2 separate regions of the Mus musculus genome follow, and region 2 is linked to region 1. Evidence: chromatin contacts called from public Hi-C data. All regions are on one chromosome and are shown on one strand. The core of a region is the stretch at or near the end of the contact, and the rest is flanking DNA. Distances in the headings are between cores, read along the strand shown.

Region 1 (4,289 bases), core at 671-3,170:
TATGCATTTCTCTGTTTTGTATAAGAGTCATTAAGCATTCAGTAACCTCAATGTACCTTGGTTGATGTGTTACCTAACTTCCTTATTTTCTTCTTTATTAAAAAATCTGATGCTCGCTTTGAGAAATTACATCCAGATACAGTACTCTCTCTGGTGTGTGTGTCTGTCATCTCCTGACTTCTTGCCCACCTGATTACTGAAATCCTGATTCCCTGCGGGTAGAAGGGCCGACTGAGTCCAGTCAGTGGCAACTTTTGATCATGGTGTTTTGTAGGAGCAATAGTAACCCAAACAAAGACAGTACCTGAGGAACAAACATTGCACCCAAAGCCCCACCCAAGAACCAAGTTGTAGATCACAATGAGCCCTTAAAGAACGCTAGCCATTAACCAATACTCAAAACAAAGCAAAGACAGTCTGTGGGGTAGCCAACATCAAGCCTATTTTCTGTGGGTCATGCAGTCAGAGGTTAGGTCTTTTGGAGGACAGAAGTGGAGTTGACAGCAAGGTCAAGATTTACAAAGAATTCCAAGTGTGATCTAAGACAGCTTCCTTAAAGTAGAAAGGAAGGGTTATGGTTGGGCAAGGCTCATGAGGGAGAGGCAGGATTGGTGGAAACACCACAGTGAGGGGTTGAGGCAAGAGATTAAAATGATCTTAGATGCAATTTGCCTTTAGATGTTTTCTAAAGATGAGCTGTGCTACTTTCCTATGGTTGCTGTGTCAGCACAGCACAAACTGTGACTTACACGCAGAAAGAAAAGAAAACGATTAAACTTATTGGATCAGAGCTCCTAATATTGAGGAATCAGTAGGATTCCGTTGCTTTGGAGGCCGGAGAGAAAATGCTATTTCTTTGTATGCCCCAGCTTCTAGAGACGACCCATATCCCAGACTCACAGCCAATTCCTAATTCACCTTCAGCTTCTGTTTCTGTCATCCTTGTCCTCAAAGGCTTCTGCTTTCTGCTCACAGTGACTCTAAGAATCGCCTGGGGCCCACCCACACAGTTCTGAGATAGTATCTCCATTTCAAGATCTTTAACGTACGTATATCAATCTAATCAAGGTCCCTTTTGCTGTAAAAGCCAGGACACTCACTGTGCAGAGGAAGAGTACAAAGTACTTAACCTGACACTTTAGCATGAGGTTTAGTTTGAACAGAAAGCCACTAAAATGAGGGAACAGGAGGAAAACGCTCTGTACACACACACACTCACACACTCACACATACACAGATACACACACACATACACACCCTGTGCCACACAGCGGATTATAAATTTCTCTTTTCCAGGTGCCCCGTATGCATACACATTTCTTTTTTTTTTTTTTTTAACACTCTTTTTTCCCCGAGACAGGGTTTCTCTGTATATCTCCGGCTGTCCTGGAACTCATTTTGTAGACCAGGCTGGCCTCGAACTCAGAAATCCTCCTGCCTCTGCCTCCCAAGTGCTGGGATTAAAGGCATGCACCACCACTGCCCGGCTTGCATACACATTTCTAATATCAAGAACTGGATACAATGCTACCACCAAAGATACCAAAGAAGCTACTAAGGGTGATCTGTGGCAGGCCAGGAAGGCTGGGAAGATCTGAGGAAAGGGAAGGAACCCTGCATTCAGGATCTGATTGAAGCCTGTCTCTCCTACCAAACAGCAAGAATTCTAGTACAGTTCCCAACTGCTTAAGACCTTTCTCCTTTCACACAGCTGTAGACCTGAAGTTTCTAGAAAGTTTTCTCTTGTCCCCATTTACAGAGGACAGAGACTAACCCCTCAGGTGATTCTGGTGGCTTCCTGCTTTTCCTTTATCAGATTGCAATTCCATCTGAATCACCTCTGAGCTTCCAGCTACCACAGATCTCTCACAGAAAGGGGAAGAGGGGGAGGAGTGGGTTCACATTGTAACTGGAGAGCCACCATAATGCTGTACGTGGCCAATGCTTACTGTTCCAGGAGGAGGCCTACTGCACTTGGCTCAGTCCTGTATCATAATACCTTTAATAAAATGTCCTTCCCTGTTCCCGAGAGTCCTAAAATGACATACACTGTTGAATCTTGGTTTGACTTGGGTTGAAGCCCGTAAATGTCTAGGGGAACCCTTCGGGCTGATGAGAGTGGCAGTGTGAGTCTGGGTGTCTGTCCTATCACTGTTGACATAATGTAAAGCTTTGTTTTCTATGGTTTCCATTATCTAACCTCTCCACACGCTATCTTTGGAAACCTACAGTACTTTCTGTCATCTTCTCTTGCTGCTTTGAGGGAGAACTCCTGGAAAGAAGCGGTCTGCAGAGACTGACTGACTAATGTCAGTCCTGTGGGGGTGGGGGTGGGGGTGGGGTGGGGGTGGGGGTGGGAATGTTACAGGTCCAACGGCTACTTAGTTTATCTTAGGCTTGCTTTAGTCACAACTCCTAACAGCCATTCCTTGCTCACCTGTGTCAGAACTAACATCCTGTGACTAACGGATGAAAACCTTGGGAATCTATTAACTGAGTAGGCCCCTAGCTTGCACCAACTCCAAGGCTAAGAATGTCATCCGACAGCGTCTGAAGACGTACAGAAAGGACGACCTCCAAGCTTGCTGTAACCGCCTCTCTAAAGTACCCCTCCATGTGTTTCCAACTCGCCTTGATTTATGACTTTGTTCTGTAAATCTATAAATGTTCATGAATCTGCTTCCACTTTGAAGCAAGTAGTTTGGGGTGGCTTAAATCTGAATTCCTAGCCTTGGTCACTCAAAATGGCCCCAGAGTAAACCATCTTAGCCCCTTAAAGATGAAAGCTGTGGCTGTGGCACCAGCAGTTATGGTGCCACGGCATTCTAACAATGCCCCACTTTTCACTGGAGGAATTACCCGATTGGAAGCCAGCTGTGTGCATGGACCCACTGAGGCCAGGCTATTTGGTGTTATTTCCTCAGGCAGATTGTTGGTGTGATTTTTCTCCTGGGGCTCTGGTTGGGCTTCTAGTTTGGTTGGCAGTACATTTTCCCCAAATTACAAATTATAAATGTGACACAAACCAAATTCTTATATTCTACTTTTTTAAACCGTTAGACAAGTGTTTCCTATCGAAATTTACGTCCCTCAAGTCAGAATGCCTTGCATGAGACTGTGCAATAAAATCACTGCCCACCAGGTGGCAGTCATGGTACAGTAGCTCTCAAAGACTGGCGTTGATTGGGGAGTTGCTCAACGTTTAAACAGAGTTGCCATCTGACCCAGTAATTCCATTCTTAGATTTATACGCAGGAAAGTGTAAAACACATGTCTATACAAAAACTTGTACATGAACGCTTGTGACTATTAACGGTAGTCAAAATGTAAAGTACCCAGTGTCCAGACACTAAGAAGGCCATAAACAAAATATGGTATATACAAAGGGAAGGGTGTTACTCAGCCACAAAAATGAACAAAGTGCAGATTCATGCTGCAGCATACATGAACAATGAAAACATTATACTAGGCAGGAGCCAGACAGAAGAGGTTCAGGTTGTGTTAGTCTATCTATATGAACTCTGTTCGCAAAGTAACAGAGACAGAAAGCTGGCTAATGAGTGCGGAAAGCTGGGCAGAAAGCATAGGAAATGACTTTCTTCTTCAGGTGATGAACAATATCATAAAGTTAGTTGTTAACACCTTTGGGAAGATGCTAAACCTACTACACTGTACAGTTTAAACAGCAAATATTATGTGTGAAGGATGGCATAGGAAACACAAGACTTAACAAAACAGTCATAAAGCCACTGTTGCAATGGGGTTGGAGTGGGGGTGTCCATTAAAATTAAGAAAATGCCACCACCAACGTGTCTCAATAGCACAAAATGTGTGGGGAATACTATTTTGAGCATTAGCGAGTCACTATATGACATAGACACATAATGCCTATACTGTCTGGTTTTATGTGTCATCACATGTCAGAGTCACCAGAGAGAAAGGAGCCTCAGTTGAGGAAATGCCTCATGATATCTAGCTGTAAGGCATTTTCTCAATTAGTGATCAGTGGGGGAGGGCCCCATCGTGGATGATGTTATCCCTGGGCTAGTGGTCCTTGATTTTATTAGAGAGCAGGCTGAGCAAGTCATGAGTAGCAGGCCAGTAAGCAGAACCTCTACGGCCTCTGCATCAGTCCCTGCCTCCAGGTTCCAGCCTGGCTAAGTTCCTGTCCTGACTTCCTCCAATGAAGGACAATGTGTAAGCCGAATAAGCCCTTTTCATCCCAACTTGGTTTTTGGTTATGGTGTCTTCATTGCAGCAATTCAAGCCCTAACCAAAACAATGACCAA
Region 2 (3,829 bases), core at 388-2,887, 340 kb after region 1:
TCTCATTTTACATCTGATAAAACCAGATCTAATAGGGTCACTGTCTCCAGAGACTTTTTCTCAGCTGCTATTCAATGCAGAGACCATAGATGTACGACTGTAAAGTCTTTTTCCTATAGCAGGTCAGCCATATTTTCAAGGAGAAAACAACAGCAAAATATCCTGAGTTATAAATTCTCCCCGGGTTATAAAAGGCCATAGCACCTGCATAAGTGTGTGGCTATCTAGGGCCCCCCTTGCTACCCCCATCTCTTCGCTGCTGTTCCTCATTCTGTGGTTTACCCCAAACCCAAACTTTGCAGTAATCTAATCGTGGATCACCTATCTAGACCAGTCCTTTGTTTCCCTTTCCACCCACCCTACAGTGTACTCCATTTGGTAGTGATGCACACTATGATGGCTGATGATTAGACTCTCTTCCCATTAAAATTCATGAAAACACCTTAGGGACATCACTCCATCCATCTTTCAGAAGAACCCTGTGAAGTACAATCACAGATGAGGAGGCTAAGTCAAGGGGGACTCAATGACTTCATAAGGTCGTGGAGCTGACAAATGGCACTGAGGCAGCAATGATGAAGAAATAGCCTGTTGCTGTGCCTCCTATATTGGGTAAGACTAAGATAAAATATTTTAGAAAATAATTGACCCATTAGAAAATAATTGACCCATTAGAGTGACTTACACACACACACACACACACACACACACACACACACACACACACTAACAAGGCTTTCCTGAACTTCTCTGCCTTTGTTTTTGCCCATGAAACCCTTGCCATTATTTGAGAGGAGTATGAAAGCAATTTAGAGTTGTTCATGCAGTGGTCTCACTCTTTTCTGGTTTATCAAAAACTAAGTTGAATCCACTGCGGAGCATCAGTCTTCAGAATTATTCGGGAAGTGACACTCTGAAGAGTTCACTAAATGATGAAACCATTTTCATGAATGAATGAATGGGGGGGGCATGAATTTCAATAAGGAAAGAGAAGTCAAGGCAGTGATTAGCACTTGGTTAATGTCTCTCTTTTTCTGAATTCAAAATGAAATTAAACTGTAACTGTGATGGTCTCAAAAACATGAACACCGTTACTTAGGCCAGAAAATGCCATGGTTTAGTAACTCTTGGATACCATACTCACAGTGATGCCAGTGGAAATTTTAGAGGTTTTATACAGACCCCTAGATAATGGTCTTGTAAACGACTGACCAACTAATGCTTGTCACAACCCTCTGTCACGTCTCGCTGATGGCCATTATACCACCAGAGAAACAGTGACAATTACAAGCATAAGTACTATGTGAATACAAAACCATTGAGAAGGCTCTAGAAAGGATAGCGTTCAAGTTGCTCTCACATTTCCTTCCTTCCTAGCTCTAAATTTTACCTCCTCTACCATTTACATTCACCCTCAAACACATGTCTCTCTTAGTTCCTGATAACTTTAAAGCTTGCTGTAGAACTTTGAGGCTTGTTGGTAATCTCAAAATCTGGAGCTTTTCATAGGGAGGAAGTTCCTCTAGTCTGCATCACAAAAACCACAAAACGTTATTGATGCTGATGCCAGTCATGAATGTTCAGGGTTTCGTGTTTATCTTCAGGGCTGCAGAGAAGTATGTGTGCACTCCAGTGAAGTGGAATGCAGCCACAGAAAACAGCAAACAGAAAAGAAAGCAGTATTTAAAGTAGTGGGCAGGCTGGAGTGAGCTCAGCTTTCACAGAGAACTACCTTGAAAAGTTACCTCATCAAATGTCCTAGGTCCTGAAGTTAACCTCTTTAGAAGCCTACAGGTCAAGCTCCCTAACCTTCAAACCTCACATGTTTCTGGCTTTAACTCTTCATATTTTGAGCTCATGTTCCATTCTTTAGCAATTTTTAACATGTTTTTTAAAATTCTTTGAGAATTTCATGACAATATATTTTGATTATAAGTATCCCTGAACCCCTTACAGATTCACACTCACTTCCTGCATCCTCCAAATTTGGAATACACCATGAAGAGGTGGTTTCTAGACTACTTTGAAATCATGAATTCTTAATATCGTTATCCCTAAGCCTGCATCCTTGACTAGCCCTTCTTGTCTGGCCTGCTCAAAATGGAGTTCCTTGTCCAGACTGCATCTGCCGATGGAAGCCCCAGATTCCATGCAGCTCTGTGTGAATTGGTCCTCTATTCTGCCAAGACTCGGTGGCAGCGCGCACATATGTGAGCCATTGCTGAGAACAGAGAAGCAATTCAGATGCTGGGAAACATTTTTAGAATTATGATACTCAGTGGAATTTCACATAGACTTGCATTTTAATTTATTACTATGAGCCACTTTTGTCAAATAAAGGATGCATTTACAATACTCAATATTTAATTTTGGGGGGATGTTTAACTCTTTTTGGTTTGTGTTTGTGCTTTTCTTTGCAGTTTCTATAATCTAGGTTTTGGTGATGACAAAGCTAGAAGAAAAAGAAAAGCAATCTAACTATATGCAAAACTATATTGGAGACTGGAAAATCGTCCTGTCTTCATTCAGTCAGTAACTCATTACATTCCTAGATTCACTCTCATGCATACACGCTGCGGAAGTATTTACACTGTAAAGAGCAATGTTGCTCAACCTCTGATCATGAATTTCCTCCTCTGTAAAATGGGGGAAATGTTCAAAATGCAGTGTTTTAGAATTATTTAGGAAATAAGTGCTAATGATAACATTATCATAATTCAAAGCAAAAAAAAAAACAATAGTCCTTCAGGTCACATATTTTATTTCAACTATTTGATAGCTAAGTGGCCATTTGCATGTCCCCAAATCCAAGTTAGCTTGAAGGATACGTGTACATAAAACCATTCCACAGGCTCTGGTACAATCTTGGCTTTTCCAAGCAATAACAGAGCAAAGAGGACCAGGCTAGATGAATCTGCCCTTGAAGAACTCAGAGAGCCATCCTGGTATTCTATTTCAATAACTCCTAAAACAACAACTTCAAGCTTGTGGCTTATCTGAGGTTCTCCTCCCAGCTTCTGGCCATTTGGGGGGCTTTTTGGTAAAGACTTAAGAGCAATGACTTAGCTGCAGCCCCTAAAAGGAAGTTGAAAGTATGCAAAAAATGTCTTGAAATCACAAGGATTCTCTTTATTCTCCAATGGAGGAACGCAAACAGAGATGGGTAAGGTCTCTGAGGATGGTTCCTATCAGTGGTCCAGTGGTTTATGGGTGTAGAACTCGGGACACAGTGTGAGCTTTTTCCACTCAACAAGAGACTGACTGCTTTGGTCCTTGGCCAGTGTGTTTCCCAGGTCCTACATCTACTGTGGTCCTTGAAATTTCTTGAAATTGTTTTAGGAGAATTTTGAAAGAGCTCAGAAACTCTTGCCAAAATGTGATGGTCTATACATTTTCTACTAGGAAAAAAAAATCAGAGTACCACAAGGTGCTAGGTGCCAGGCACTGCTTTTTATATGTTTGAAAACATAGAAGCTTTGATTCCAATGTTGGTGTCATATGCTAAACATATGTGACCTTAACTAAATATCACATAAGCCATCATAAATTAATCATCAACCTTAATAGTTTCCTCATTTCAAAACACATTTGTTTTGCAAGTTGATGCCTTGAGGCCAAGGTTTTAGGGTGACTACACAGAGTTTAAATTAAAAACACATCAAGCTAAAATGTGGACACACACACCTCTAAATACTTGCAGTTTCTGACATTTAACTCCAAGTAACAGGAATATTTGTTATATTATATATATATATATATATATATATATATATATATATATAATATATGGGTGCCAAGCTTTTGTTGCCTGTCACTGACATATTTGTGC

What was found. Hi-C and Micro-C count contacts between places; a contact is called where the count stands out from the background.
Region 2: a Hi-C map of the G1E-ER4 cell line shows a contact between it and region 1, with 5 times the contacts expected there. The contact joins two enhancer-like sites. A contact is called at or near these places in 2 of 39 promoter capture datasets (the 3T3-L1 cell line and hippocampal neurons), 3 of 15 datasets of contacts at CTCF or cohesin (the G1E-ER4 cell line, the NIH/3T3 cell line and large pre-B cells), 24 of 484 Hi-C or Micro-C datasets (the 3T3-L1 cell line, 3T3-L1-derived adipocytes, the Ba/F3 cell line and 15 more), 3 of 115 datasets of contacts at active chromatin or transcription factors (astrocytes and embryonic stem cells) and 2 of 9 other capture datasets (adipose tissue and liver).

The regions. Positions count from the first base shown.
Region 1 is chr6:7,730,106-7,734,394 of GRCm38.p6, forward strand. No RefSeq gene overlaps it. Among named protein-coding and RNA genes, the nearest start is that of Gm46950, 8.0 kb to the left of the region's middle. Within about 2 kb of position 1,921, at least 23 of the 459 cell types and tissues checked have an H3K27ac peak or open chromatin away from gene starts, as enhancers often do. A contact at or near this core is called in the C3H10T1/2 cell line and the G1E-ER4 cell line, where this site is marked.
Region 2 is chr6:8,067,029-8,070,857 of GRCm38.p6, forward strand. All of the region lies in intron 25 of Col28a1 (collagen, type XXVIII, alpha 1), which reads right to left. Among named protein-coding and RNA genes, the nearest start is that of Gm35384, 69 kb to the left of the region's middle. Within about 2 kb of position 1,638, at least 40 of the 459 cell types and tissues checked have an H3K27ac peak or open chromatin away from gene starts, as enhancers often do. A contact at or near this core is called in the C3H10T1/2 cell line and the G1E-ER4 cell line, where this site is marked.